Regions from separate parts of the Muntiacus reevesi genome. Here region 2 is linked to region 1. Evidence: chromatin contacts called from public Hi-C data. All regions are on one chromosome and are shown on one strand. Each heading gives the region's core, a stretch centred on a gene start, on an enhancer-like site or on the middle of the called end of the contact. The rest is flanking DNA. Distances are from core to core; before and after follow the strand shown. Region 1 holds the start of FRYL (FRY like transcription coactivator). Region 2 holds the start of SLAIN2 (SLAIN motif family member 2).

What was found. Hi-C and Micro-C count contacts between places; a contact is called where the count stands out from the background.
Region 2: a contact with region 1 is called in a Hi-C map of muscle, with 2.9 times the contacts expected there. The contact joins the promoter of SLAIN2 here to the promoter of FRYL in region 1. A contact is called at or near these places in 2 of 3 Hi-C or Micro-C datasets (blood and muscle).

Annotation. Positions count from the first base shown.
Region 1 is chr22:46,817,126-46,824,748 of mMunRee1.1, forward strand. FRYL (FRY like transcription coactivator) reads left to right here and starts at 6,323. Exons shown (of 64, transcript XM_065914184.1): 1 at 6,323-6,541.
Region 2 is chr22:47,201,230-47,209,032 of mMunRee1.1, forward strand. It overlaps SLAIN2 (SLAIN motif family member 2), which reads right to left and starts at 3,081. Exons shown (of 8, transcript XM_065914151.1): 1 at 2,411-3,081. The coding sequence starts at 2,799.

The DNA of each region.
Region 1 (7,623 bases), core at 5,073-7,572:
TACATTTTCCCATCAATTTTCCTTCAACTCATAAACTGGGAATGGATTAAAAAATGTTTTCTGTTTTCTCATAAAGTGACTATATTCCCTTCCAGTTGCAAATTCATACTTAACAGAGCAACACTTTAAAATACATGTTAAAATCTAATGAGGTTTTAAGATAGTTGCCAAGTGATTTCACCATAGTACTGGATGACCATCCCAACAGGGACAGGTGAACTGTTCATTCCTTTATATAATTTAATATAAAAATCTAATCTGAAAAGTAACCACTGTTTATGCTCTTGGCTACTGAATTTAAAGATATTTTTAGTGATTGAGTAGATAAAGAAGGTTGTACAGAATATAGGTGTCTTTTTTTTTTTTTTTGTCTGCACTGCATGGCTTGTGGGACCTTAGTTCTCCTACTAGGGACTGAACAGGGATCTTGGCAGTGAAAGCGCAGAGTCCTAACCACTGAACATCCAGGGAATTCCCTTGGCATCTTTTTTATATTATGCCTTTTACTTCTGAGAAGTTGTTTCTGAGTAGAAATAGATCTCATTTGAATAATATTCTAAAAATTCTCTGAGTTCTTTGAATTCTCTTCTTTATTTTTATTTATTTATTTATTTTTTAATTCTCTTCTTTAAATCCACATTTTTACACAAGGAATCTATTTAGAATGGAAGTCCCCTTGTAATGATAAAGGGAAAGAAAAATGGTAAAATACTTTATACTAGCAGTAAAATATTTTGGAAAAAACTAAGATCTTACTGATAAAATATCTCAATTATAAAGCTCCTAAGTGATCTAAAATAGGTATAGAATTTGAATGCAAAATGAATATAATGTTTTATTAATGGAAGGTGATACATTAATCACATATTCCATGAAACAAGAAATAAACTATTTGAGTCAGTTTAGGAGGTGGTATTTCCAGACCTTTACCATGGCATCAGATTTCTTCTACAAGATGCTTAGCCATTATGAGCTATCCTATCATAAATAATTTATATCCAACTGGGTTGCACAATTTTAAAGAGCACTTTTATATATAAATAAATGAATATATTTAAATATATATATTTGAATTACTCTAACAAACATTTCTCCATGTGCTTTAATATGGCTTATATCATCATTATAATAATTGTGATACAGGATAGATACTATGATATTCATTGACGATTATTGGACACTTAAACTACATTTTTGGAAACTCAGAAAATATATGTATTATATGGGTAAAATTTTTTATAAAAAAGCACTTGAATTTTTATTGTTTGACACTTTGACAAAAAGAGGCAGCATTCTAAAGACTGAACAATGGTTTTCAAAGAGTGGTAAGTTTCCAAAATGAAAGGAGGGAAACTCCGTAAGTTCTGGCAGATGCAAAAAAGAATTCAGGAAGCATTTTGCAAGGGCCTCCCATAAACAATAAGAGTTTCTGTACAAAAATTCTGACAGGAAGCTAGCAAGTCTATTAGTTTTGATGCTCTAATATTTATTCATGGGTAGAGTGAAAATTAACAAAAAGTCAAATAGTTTTTCCTCTTCCCCATAAACGTTATGGAGTGAAAAGAAAATCTTAGGAATATTTTAATTTCTAAGCCATCTTTTAAAATGGATGAAAAGGAGCATTGGATCAAGTACTGTGAAATGCAATGAGTTTTTTAGACTCAATTGGAAGTTTGTACAAGTTCTTTATAATGTCAAATTTATTCAAAGAACTTTCATTCTGAAGTTACAACTCTCTCTAATCCATTTTTGGTTTTCAGATTTTCTTGTTTTATGAAATAACCGTCCCAATTGTGGTTTTTAAAATATTCTTATTTTATGAAATAATGGGGAGAATAGGAAGATGATTTATTTATATTTATTTTTATACCATTACTTTCTGAAATAAAAAAGTTGTTAAACCTATATCAGTTCTCAAAAATTCCTTGCAAATTTTATTGGTCATGAAATAAAAAAGCCTGGGAACCAGTGATCTAGACTAAGTGCAAAAATAAATAAGATATACATAAATCTATGATAAGATAGATTTATAATAAAATATTAAATAATTAAAATACTCCTAAAATAGTGCTCTGGTTAATTAGATTTTCGCATTGTAGGTTAACCTTTTTGTCTCAGCTTTGTTCATTCAATTTGACATGCATTGATGAAAAGCCTTCAGTTATGTGGGGCATCATTCTAAATGATGCTGATGCAAAGGTGTGTATGTATGGCCTTTGCTTGTTGAAAACAAGCCAAATCAGTGCAAGAGGCAGAAATGGAAACATTTTAAATTCTGTCTTTAGCGTGATGTGCTGTGCTGTGCCTAGAAACTCAGCCGCCTTTGACTCTTTGTGACCCCATGGACTGCAACCCGCCAGGCTCCTCTGTCCTTGGATCTCTCCAGGCAAGAATGCTGGAGTGGGTAGCCTATCCCTTCTCCAGGGGATCTTCCTGACTCAGGAACTGAACTGGGGTCTTCCACATTGCTGGAGAAGGCAAAGGCAACTCACTCCAGTGTTCTTGCCTGGAGAATCCCAGGGATGGGGAGCCTGGTGGGCTGCCGTCTATGGGGTCGCACAGAGTTGGACACAACTGAAGCGACTTAGCAGCAGCAGCAGCTTCCACATTGCAGGTGAATTCTTTACCAGCTGAGCTACCAGGGAAGCCCCTTTAGTGTGATACCTATAATCAAAATTATATATATATATATATATATATATATATGGTATATATGGTATAAAAATAATTAAATCAGGGAGCGGGTAAAATCAGAGAAGGCTTCACAAAACAGGTAAAAACTTCTTTTAGGTTTTGATGGACAGATCGAAGAGTCTGCCAGGTAAGCGTGGACGGGAAGGCTATTCCACACAAAGGAAACCTCATGCCACAAAGCACTGAGGCTTGAAAAATCGTGATCACTGATATCTAAAGAGCAGCCATTTCAAGTGTCAAATGGAGGAGTAGCCAGAGAAGAAACCTGAGAGGTAGTCTGCAGTCAGATTATAAGAGACTTGTATGTTTTGGTGAGATGCTTTGACTGTATTCAATATGTGCTTGGAGAATCTTTAAAGGGTTTTAAGTAGGAGGGTACTGGAAGTCTTTTAGAAAATATATTAGTATCATTTTTTTTTCCTGCCTCAGTACCATACTGAACAGCAAGTACTGAACATAACTGAATCTTTTACTAATAACTGAAGATCGTTCAGTGATCTTCTAAATGAATATTAGTTCTCATTTTATAAAAGAAAACATTGAAGTATAGAATGTATAGGACTTCCTCCTCTATAGAGATCCAGGAAATATTTTTTGAAGTTTCTTTATAAAACAAATTACTATGAACAGATTTTGTTTTAATTTGTCTTATTCTTCTTAATACTAATAAAGGGCTGGGGAAAGAGATTTTGGTGGACAGCTTTTAGTGACTGGGTTTTTTCTTAATTTTACTATGGAAAATCACTGATTGATAGATGGTATCCACCTACATGCTGGGTGAGGGATAAAATTGTGCCACTTACAGATAGAGTTTGGAAATTCATTATACTCTCTGGAGAATGGAGATGCATTCATCAATTCCCCCTATTGTTTACTGAACACATAATAATTCCTATATGAATGTTGGTGAACTGAAAAGAATTTGCAATACACATGGTAACATAATTTTTCTGAGGAAAACTAAATTACTGGCTTAGCTGGTAGTTCTTTGATATGGCTTACCTTTATATATAAACAAAGGGAGAATAAGAGATCATAATGTGTGAAATTTCACCTTTCCGAAACTTCACCACGTCTGACTCTTTGTCACACCATGGACTGTAGCCCACCAGGCTCTTTTGTCCATGGAATTCTCCAGGCAAGAATACTGGAATGGGTTGCCATTTCCTTCTCCTGGGGATCTTCCTGACCCAGGGACTGAACTCTGGTCTCCCACATTGCGGGAAGTCTCTTTACTGACTGAGTCACCAGGGGATCCCTATAAAAGTTTTTAACAAAGATCTATATACAAGGATGTTGAAAAGCTTTGGTCATACTGGCATAAATTGGGGGAATATTTTTTATGGCTGTGCTGGGTCTTCGTTGCTGCACACGGGCTTTCTCCATTTGCTGCAATAGGGGGCTACTTGCCAGTTGTGTTGTGGGGGCTTCTCATTGCCACGGCTTCCTTTGTTGCCAAGCATGGGCTCTAGGTGCGCAGGCTTCAGTAGCTGCAGCGCTGTGGGCTCAACAGTTGTGGCAGAAGGACTTTGTTGCTCCTCGGCTGTGGAATTTCCCCAGACCAAAGACAGAATCTGTGTCCCCTGCATTGACAGGTGGAATCTTAACCACTGGACCACCAGGGAAGTCCGGAATATTTCTTTTTGAAGAATGTGGATCTGGCTTAGAGATGGGAAACAAATGTAGGGAATATAAAGTCTCTCTGAAGGGAAAAGGGCAAATTGTTGATTCCTCCAGGGTTAGAATTGGAGCTGTGTTCAATAACACAGAACATTCTTAAGAATGACCTGCATATGCAGGCTTGTAGATTTTCTAAATTCTTCCTCAGTGTAAAATACCAATAGCAGTATTATTACCAGTAGTCTGGGTGTATAGGCTAAAAAAGTAATAAATAAATTGTGGGCAAGTGTGAAATAGAGAAAAAACAATATGAATTACATTTGTTAGGTGATGATCTCAACATGGTTGGTTAGGTATAAGGAAAAGAATCCAGAGGTTACTGTAGACTGCTTTCTGGAGTTATGAGTCGAATGTGCTATTGTAACAAAATATTCTTGGCCTCATAAAGCAAGAGATTTACAAAGAACTTGAAAACTTAACCTGGATCTTGATTTTTAAAAAATACCTGTGAAGGCCATATAAATATAATCCAGGTTATTTCCTTGTCTCTTGCCCCTAATAGAAACACCTAAACCACCCACAACGTTTCCCTTTTCTCACTCTTCCATATTTAGGGTATTTCCAGGAGATTTCCCCCCTGAACTCTCCGAAAATTCATATCTACTACTGCTGTTTATCTCCCTCTTTCTGGTCCTAAATCCCTTCTGGGGTACTGCCAAGCGCTGCCACTTTCTTGGCACCGCTTGTTTCCGCTGGGCTCTCACTGCAAATACACTAAACATCCTGAGGTCCAAAGTCTCTCTAAGTTTATTGGCAAAGGGAGGCAGACATTTAACTATTTCCCCCTAACATTCATAGATAGGTACCAAAGCACTTGAGTACCGAATCTTAGTAGGTACAACCCTTCCGGTTCTTACAGTTCCCATGGGAACCTGGGGAGCTCCTAATACAGACTTTACCAGGCTGCCGAAGAATTCCTCCTCTTTCCATGCGTGAGGTTTTGCTGCAGGGTTAGCAGCTTCTGGTGCCAGACTCCCCCAGTTCTCTCAAGGAATAACCTTCTGGTGCCCAACTGGGCTCAACTCAGGCTCCCCCTACACAGTTCTAGCAAGAGGTAAGGACTTCTTCAAGTTTGGAGGATGATGGCACGGTGGCTGGGCATCTATTCAATCTTTTCAGAAGAGTAACAGATCTCGTCAAAAACCCGAGATAACAACAGAGGACATGAATTAAACGGAGCTTTAAATAGAAGCGATTTAAACGAACGACTGTGGAACAAACAAGGGCACCTCTAGGTTTTCAGATACCTTTATTAAAGATCTTTGGGGTTGCAAAATGCCAGTGGGATCAACAGTAGGAGTAGAGTGGACAGTGAGTTAAAACTTGTTGGTTACATCTCAAGAGTGAGTACTAGAAATGCGGGTATTCTTCCTCATTCTAACCACTCCATTCAGTAGACCGAAGAATGAGATTCCGCTGGATCCCAGCTCCAGTTCCCTGATATATTAATCATTAGGAGATTTTGAAATTTTCTTCTCTCCCTTTTCGTCTTTCCCCAATACAGACTATGAGTTTGTCTACGACCCTTACCAACATTTAATGGGAAAGGCGCTTTGAACTAGGCAAAGTGGGGAGGAGGACTTTGCGGTCGTGTTTCTCAAACCCGTGGAGAGAGAGCAATAATAGGTAAGGGGCGTGCAGACTAACTCCTTCCTTGTCCAATCAGCTGCACAGGAAGATGTCCTTTTACCAATAAAAATAAAGTTCGCTTTCCGGAGGCGGGAGGGTAAGCCTTGACTGCCAGTTCTCCAAAGCAACGACAGAGTAGAAGACAGAGAATGATCGGAGGTAGGACCAACCCAGGAAAAGGGGCGGGGTGAAGGCGGGGGTAACTCTGAGCGGCGGCTGCACTGGCCAGTGGGGTGTGAGAACTGCTGTTCCTGTTGTAGTGTTTCTCGCCAATCAGGAAGACCAGGGAGTGGGCGGGGCGGGGAAGAGGTGGGAAGAGCTCGCAGCACCGCCGGGCGCCCGTCGGGCTCTTGGGGAGAGAGAGAGAGAGAAATCCGGTTAAAATCTGGAGTCGGAGGGAGGTTTAACCACAGATCGGTTCCGATCGGATTATTCCTTAAAGGGGACGCGCCATTGTCAAGAGAACGGAGCCCGGGGCCCGAGGGCGGGTACCGGCGGCGCCTGAGGAGCGAGGCAGCTGCACTTGGACTGGGGACGGGTAGGTGTTGCCTGGGGAAAGGCGCTTCATTTCACTTTCTCTTCCAGCTCCAGAGGCGGGCGCCTGGATGCCCGCCGGCCGGCGGCCACAACCCCGGCGGGAGACGAGGTCGTTGGCCCTCGCCTGCTTTCTGATGGGGGCCGAGACGGGAGGCGGGCCAGGATGGTTGGAAGCTGCGCCGCCCGGGCCAAGACCCGTAACGGACAGTAAGCCGCGCCGCAGCCCCCGTCTCAACCGAAAACTCGCCGGAGCGGCAGCTGGTCCTCGGGGAGCGCCGCGCGCTTGGCTCCCCCGCGCGCCCGGCTGCCGGTGCGCGCGCTGGTTCCTTGCGCGCCCCCTTCCCCTCGCGCGCCCAATTCTGCTCGCGCGCGCCGCGCCCTCGCGGACTCGCGGGAGCCGCCCCGCGGGGAGGAAGGCGGCGAGGCGGAGGGAGGTCGGCGGCCACCGCTCTGCCGCCCTGGCCATGAAGGCAGGGCTGGGAAGCAAACTTAGCGCGGCAGCTGGCGACCCCGGGCGCGCAGGGGCGCTGGGGCCCGAGGAGAGTGCAGAGTCGCCAGCCGGGCCCAGCATTGTCCTGCTTTTCCTTTGCTCTGGTCTCTCCGCCCACTGCTCGCGGCCGTGGGGAGGGGTGCGGATGCGGGCGTCGTGCCCGCGCTGCTCCGGGCCGGCGGCGCACCCCCAGACTCGGTGCCTGCTTGAGCCGGAGTCTGCCCCACCGACCCCGCAGCCGCCGCCCGTCGGGGCCAGGGAGCATCTTTGCAGCTCTCCAGTCTCGGCACCCGCGCAGGCTGCTTGGGTGCTGAGCTCGTCTTTGTAACTTTTCTTTGCCTATTGATGGAAGTTATGGCTTCAGGGCGGCAGGTTCTTTGGGCAAAACATCGTTTCCTGCGTTTTGGAAAGGCTCACTTCTAGGACGAAGTGGTTCTTGATCACTGTCGAACTTTTCCTCCCATCCCAGTTTCATTCCTGGCACCTAAAATAGTTTGTTTTGTGGATTTGCATTGTAAGGGAGCTTTAACCTCTCTTAGGTCAAGATAATTTGGAAAGAAAAAAAAAAAGGGAGGGGTGCTGATGAGGAGCAA
Region 2 (7,803 bases), core at 1,831-4,330, 380 kb after region 1:
TTCAGCATAAAAGAAACCTCTTTCGTTGTTCTTGCACTTTTTCCCCAGATATATCTGATCTCAGACCAACAATTATTTGTTCATACAATATCTACTAACACCTTCAGGAATGGCATTCTGTGGTATGCATTTAGGAAAAAAAAAAATTTCCCTAAATGAAAAAGAAAGAAACGTGTATGTTACAGAAAGTAGATTTTTAGTTTGCTAAGAAAAACTCCTGACTTAAAATCTTTCTCTTACTGCTGCTAACACCCACCACCCTTTATAACTTAATACTTCATACACATACTCCAAAAACACTTTAAACATGATTTTCAAACTTTTAATTCACACAAACCTTTTCAGAAAAAGGGTATGATATCTATAATATCAAGACATGTAACCAGGAACCAACTGGCCAAAAGAAACTTCTGGCGTAGTATTTTAAAAGACTTACTTTACTTGAACAAACCCTATGCTCAGAAACTAAAGCAGCGAAAGACTTAATCAGCCTCTCCAATCGGAGTTAGTGTGTTCTAAGAATATATCATCTAAAATGGGGGATGAGTGCAGCTAATCCTCGTTATTATTAAGAGCATTATTATCATCATCACTTGGAAGAGGCATGTGATGGTATTTAGATGATTCTCACTTCTTTTAAAGTGTATACATACCTAGGATTCCTTTGTGAGGACATGACTTCACACTAATATGAAAACTGTCACTACCACAGTCAGTTCTAATTATATTTGGTATCACTTGGCAGTAAAATAAAGGCTTGACATCATATATTCAAGAGTATCTTGGTATTTCAAACCTTTCTAATCGAGAGTTACAAATATCTCTGACTCTGCTCTAGCAATTTGTCAGAGCATAAAATGCCCCTCACTCCTCAGGCTCCACCTCTCCTCAAAGTTTTCCCAACTACCTTAGACTATTATTTTCTTCCCCATTTCTCAGCACTCTCAGTACTTTTGGTCCCTATCAATCTTTAAAGCAATTCACTATGTATGCCTAGCCTATTTCTTATTTTGTTGTTCAGTTGCCAAGTCCGGTCCAACTCTTCGCAACCCCATCCCAACAAGAATGTAACTGCCTTAATGAACAGGGATCAAATTTAAGAATCTCCCACAAGATCCTGGAAGCATTCGCTAAATAAATATTTCTTAGTTTTAACAACTTGGCTTAAGAGTAATAGCAGCGAGTGTCAGAGATCTTATATACCAGACTCATGCTAAAAGGATACATGGATTATCTCACATGATCTTCACAACTCCATAGAATAAAGAACTATTATTTTCTTCATCAAATAGGAGGAAGAAAGTGAGGCTCAGAGTAACTTGCCCAAGGTCGTACAGCTGTGAGTAGCAGAGCCAGGGCCTGAATCCAGGCAAAGCTCTCAACTGTATCAGGACATTCTGTAAAGTTGCAGCCCTGCAAAACCAGCGTCTATGAAGGATTTCAATTTCACTAAGTTAGAAGTTTCAATTTCAACAAAGAACAGACACTTTAGCTAAAAGATTAAAACTTAAAAAAAAAAAGACAAATTAAGAATTTCCCACAGATATTTTTATGCAATTGCCATAAAACACGAAGGAAACCGCCTCTCAAGTCCTCTCTATATATGGAAGTGATATTATGCCGTGGGTCACAATTTTATCAAGTAGCTTGTGACAATACAGTTCGGCTCACATTTTTAAATAGGGCTCTTTTTCTCTGCCTCTAGAATGACATAGAAATGAAAGATGGAAAACTGTCACTTCACAGCTTAGAAAAACGCCAGACCCAATTCTTGTTTAAAAAATGAGAGTCAGGGCTCTTGTTCCACCGTTGACTCTTACACAAAGCGACACCATCCTCTGCCCTCTTCACACAAAGCAAGCTTCACCCCACTACTCAAGGGGGAGTGCTGATTCACACGGTTTCCCCACTGCCACCAGAAATGCACCCAACTCCCACTGGTCCAAAACGATGACCACCGCGCGGACTTCGATTACCCCGGTCTGCTCCCCGCACCGGGTGACACCTCATCAAACAGACCCCCCTCCCCGATACCCAAAATGCCCAGGCCACCATCCGAAAGCCAGGATTTCACACAAAGCAAGATCCCTTCCTACAAAAACAGTTTCCCATCTCCGACTCCTCCCACGGCGAGCAGCCCTTCCTAGGCTGTGCCAGTCCCCAGACCCCAAGGGGCCCGAAGCCCAGAGGGTCCCCCACCCAGAGAAGAACTAGCTACAAACCCTGTTCCTCTAGCCAGCCTCGAATCCCCAACTCTCGCTGACCTTACCGCTGCCAAAGCAAGAAATCCATGAGTCAGAAAGCGGACCCCGCTACACAAACCGAGGTGTCTTACCGGGGGACCCTCAGAAGACGCTCTCCGCCCCGGGGCCCGTCCCCGCCCTGCCCCGGCCCGGAGCCCCGCGCTCACCAGCTCTCCTCCTCCTCCTCCCAGCCTGACAGGCGCTCCAGCTCCTCGGGCCGCAGCGGCTCCACCTCGTCCAGCAAACCGCCCTCGCCCGCTGCCAGCAAGGAGGTGGCGTCCCGCAGCTCCTCGCTACTCGTTCGCCTCGGGCCCGACCCGGCCCCGCTGCCCGATTTGGCGCTGAGGCCCAAGGGGAAGCCCCGAGGAGACGCCGTGCCGGAGGAGGGAGTGGACGCGCCGGCCCGAACTGGGCTGCCGGGCCCCAAGGAGGCGGCGCCCTGCACGGCCCCGGAGCGGCTCCTCAGCTGCTCGTTCTGCTTCTCCAGCATCTTCACCAGCTCCTGCAGTTTCCGCACCTCCTGGTCCGCGTTCACGTCTGAGTTAACGTCCTCCATCCCGGCCCCGCTGCCTCTGCCGCCCGCCACCCGTTCGGACTCACAGCGACAGGGAAAGAGCCGGAGGAAAGAGGCGCTGCCGCCGCCGCTCACTCTAGCCGAGGCGCCGGCATATAGCAAGGCCAGGCCCCACCGCCAGTGTCCCTCCTGCTCCGGTTCCCAAGCGTCGCCGGACCCAGCCGAGCCGCCTCATCTGCGCCGGCTCCAGGATTGGGGGAGGCGGCGCCAATATCCGGCCTCGGCAGCCATCTTCCCTCCGTCCCTCCGCCCCCCTCAGCCCGGCCCAGTGGGTGACCTCAGAGCGTCGTGGGTGGACCGGCCGCCGACCGGCGCTAGGAACCCAGCTCAGATCTCGCGGAGGGGCGTGGCCATGGGCGAGGCTGGTGGGGTGGGGCCGTGTGGGGCGGGCCTTAAGCCGGAAGGGACGTGTTCGGAGCGTTGGCGGAGGCGGGACACTGCTGCGCAGTGTGAGACGAGCGATTCCGAGCGCAGGAGGGGCCCGAGGGGGTGTGGCCCAGGCGGCGGATGGGACTAAGGTTGCAAGTCGAGACTCAGCCCCACTCAGCTCTGGCTGAACACCCGCCTGTGGGTCCAGCGTCCGATCCTGTTCTCCTTCAAAGCGGGTTCTCTGGTGGCGCTGAGCCTGGCCCGGTGGAAAGAGTTTACTTCGTGTGTTCAACAAATAGTCGATGCCTTCTTGAAAGGGGTTTGTCGGCTCTGGCAGGAGCCGCAGACCATCTGTGACCCGTTTCTTCCTCTGAAAACGAGAAAGCCAAATCTCAAGTGCTTAAGAGAGGTCTAAGGTCAAAAGAATAACCATAAATTGTTGAGTGCTTACTACGGAGAGACACTGTGCATTAGATAAAGGCATTATCTAGAACAATTTTCCCGACTTCGCTGCTGTTTTCAGCACACTCATGGAAGCAGGGATAGAAAACTGCTCCTTTCTCAACTTTTCCTGTTAGTCGATGCATAATTTCTTCTTTGTATTGTTTTCTTCTGAAAACCTTTTCCATGTTGTGTCTTCCCTTTAAAAGGTTCCGTATTGAAAGTACTTAGTAAACATGTTGACGAATACTGATAAACGCTGAGAGAAGTATGACTAAAAATTTGTATTCAGTGGCACCCGTTTGTAATTTGTCCCAGGTGGTGCAGTGGTAAAGAATCTGCCTGCCAATGCAGGAGGCAGAAGCGGCCTGGGTTCGATCCCTGGAGATCCCCTGGAGAAGGAAATGGAACCCACTCCGGTTTTCTTGCTCGGATATCCCGTCGGCAGAGGAGCCTGGTGGGCTACACTCCATGGGGTCACAAAGAGTCGGAAATGAATGAGACACACACACACACTCTTTGTTTTGATCACGTTCAGTGCTCTTGAGACCTCAGTTGTGAACTACTGGTTTCTGTTTGCAGCTTTCCTCTAATTGCCTCCTCCACCCTTTGCTAACAATGACCCAGTCCAATTACCCCTGGATGTGGACTCACATGCCCAGTCATACTTGCTTCTACCCTCTAGTCCTCCTGCGCTGCATCTTCCTTATACTGAATGTTCTACCTGCCAAGTCTGATTCTTTTCTTAAAACTCCGGCTCACCTATTTAGGAAATCTTTTCCTGACAATTCCAAGAAGATCTAGTTTTTCTGTTTACTGTAGCATTGCTGTTGTTCAGTTGCTAAGTCATGTCCGACCCTCTGCGACCCGGTGGACTGCAGCATGGCAGGCCTCACTGTCTTCAGTATCTCCTGGAGCTTGCTCAAACTTGTGTACATTGATCAGCATTACCTGATCAATAATTTTCAACAGGTATTTCTACTTTTGAAAAATTTGCTTCTTTTTCTAAGTCACTTTCAACTCTTTTTGTCTTTGTATCTGATGAAAAGGGACCGTTCATTTTAGTTTTCCAGGTCTAGTAAAGTGCCTGACACAGTGGACATTCAATATTTGGCTTGTTGAAAGTTATGAGGAAGGTAAATTCTGATAGGTCAAGGACCAGATAGATGTTTATTCATAGCAAAGAAAAAGCATTGAGTATTTTCAATGTTTGCTAACTATAAACAGGTAGAATATTTTCCTAGCTAAGCACACCTAGTCAAAGAATGTCTTTGCATTACAGTAACTGTGAAGCAGTATATATTACCTGTTTAATGCAGGTCTAAATATCATTGCTGTCTCTCGCACATCTGAATTAGTCACCAGAGGGTTAAACTTCATGGTTGCTTTACATAGAGCACCTTCACGTGCATCTAATGGTTTGCAAAATAGATCCCAACCAGCTAGGTTCTGTAACAAGAACATTCCAAATATATTCCTTGAAAAGAATAATAGTTTATATAACATTATGGAGTTCATGGGACAGGGAGAGGTTGGTGTAATGTGAAGGAATGAATGCGTCATCAGAAGCCTGGATGGCAGATTCTAGTTATACCATAAATATGGTGCATGTGTGCTAACTAAGTTGCTTCAGTCACTCCAACTCTTTGCAACACTATGGACCATAGCCCACCAGGCTCCTCTGTCCATGGGGTTCTCCAGGCAAGAATACAGGAGTAGGTTGCCATTTTCTTCTCCAGGGAATCTTCCCGATTCAGGGATCAAACCCACATCTCTTATTGGCAGGTGGGCTCTTTACCAATAGCACCACCTACTTGACTTTAATCTCTGGCCTTATATTCAAAATATGTTTGAATACTTCCTAGCACCACCTCTAGTTCAAGCTGCTATCTTTTCTTGTGGTTCTGTCTTAATGGGTTGTTCCACGTTGCTGCTTACAATCTGTGATGCACATAGTAACCAGATGATCCTTTGTGTAAGTCAGACCAGGTCAGTTCTTTGCTGGGGATCCTCTACTTGATTCTTAACATACTTAAATATCTCAGGTCCTTTCCTTGGCCTGTAAGATTGGATACCTGGCAACTGCTTCAGGTATCTCACTGAGTACCCTATTCTTCCCTTCCATCACCCTAGTCCAGTCACACTGGCCTTTCTGATGTTCTTCAAACATGCCATGCAGATCTCTACTTTAGGGACTTTGCACTTGCTATTCCCTCTATCCAGGGTCAACTCTTCTTCCTTACTGTCACATTACTAATCTCCCTTCATTCAGGTCTCAGCTCAAATATAACCACCTAAGTTCACTATCTTCATTATTATGACCCTCACAAAATAGCATCCTTACCGTTCCCTACCCTCTTAACCTTTTAATTTTTCCTCTGATACATCATCTGTTTCTTCCTGTGGTTTATTGCCTATCTCTCCCCAGCAGAATGTGAACTGTGTGAAAACAGGATTCACTGATGCCTGGTGCCAAGAGCAGTGCCTGCCATGTGGTAGACATTAATAAATGTTGAATGAATGGATGGATTTAGGTCAAGTGGATTTCAGATAAATGTATTTGTTATGTCTCAGATCATTAAGGTGGAGATTCCTAATAATGTTGAACGGTTGATTTTCTTAATTATATTTCCTCTTCCAAAAGAGCAGCATGTCATACACATACGTCATCTTCAACACTTCTCCACATCCTGAATGCCAACAGCCCTTACAAATTGCCAAGGAGAGAAAATCTTAGGTTTTCACTGAAAAGCATGAGGACAAGAATTTTACATTCCATCCTAAAACTATCTTTCTCTTTCAGGTTAACTGCAATACTGTATTCTCTGGTGATTCTGAATTGTTAGAGCATATTTTTAAAGTCACTCTAAAAGTGACCTCATGTAAGTATGAGGAATAAAGCTGGGAGGTGTCTGTGAAAGCATCACGGTTAGCCCAACGAGCTCTTCAGGTGTTGTCTTTTATGATCAGTTTGCTTTGTTGCTGAATGAAGGAGTTACTTCTTTTCTAAGCAGGTGTGGCGCCTTCCATAACTTGTTTCTACTTGCATGTTAGTTCTGGCAAAACTCCTAACAAAGTGGAAAATATTACAAACCACCAAAAGTATTTAAGTAAAAACCATTACTCAATGGTTTAAAGATATTCAGCAGTCCTAAAATTCTAAACCAATATGTTTATGTGTATGTATGAGCATATGCCCAAAAGGAGTTTAGGAATTACTGGGCAGTTACAGAAATATTTGCATTTGTTTTAAAAATGCTCAAATTCTTTGAAGAAAGCTTGTCTGTTTAGCACATCCATTTTGTCATCACAGGCACACACCGGGCTAGTCATTTCCTAGATGTTCTCCCTCACCTAATCCTCACCAGCATTTCCCCCCGAGATCTACCTCCTCCTGGTCTATCTTGGGGCCTTTTCTTTACTGTCTTGGCACATACTACTTTAAGAAGGAATCTCGGGAACTTTCAAAGGCTATGCGTGTAAGAGACTCTGAACTGAAATCTTGGGAACAAAAAGAAGAGGAGCCCAGGATTTGGACCTAAAATTTTTCCAGTCAACATTGATTAGATCTTACAGTTATGGGATGCCTCAAAAGTGGCCATGATGTCAGGCATCACTTCCTTAAGAAGGTCCTCTGGTCAAGAGTGGCCCCCTATCTCACTGTTGGGGGCATGTATTATATTGATGTAAAGATGGGAAGGCCCATGATCAGGACACAGGTGAACAGTCTTAGGAGGCTATTGTCTGAGCCCCAAATGAAACAATACCTAATCTCCCACCCTTTTTGTGACAGCAAAAGAGAAGATAAGATTTTAAATAAAATGTATTATTTCTTCCTTTTTTAAAGTAGTGTATCAGCAGAACAGTGATGCTGGAAAAGAAAACTGTGAATCACTTCTGAATATCCATGATGTTCTAGGGAACCTACCATTCAAGGATAGAAGAAACTTTATTAAGAATCATCCAAATCTCCAAGTTGATAAAAGTCCCCGTTATCTCTCTAGGATTTAAAATAGGTTTTTCTGAGGACTGACTTAGAGATGCTAGAGAGATAGTAGACTATGAATAAAGGGCTGGATTAGGCTTAAATAAATTAACCTGTCTAGACATTTGTACAGTTACTCTTCTATCTAAGAAGTTGAAAGAATTCTATTCTTAAGTCTTTGGGATATTCCT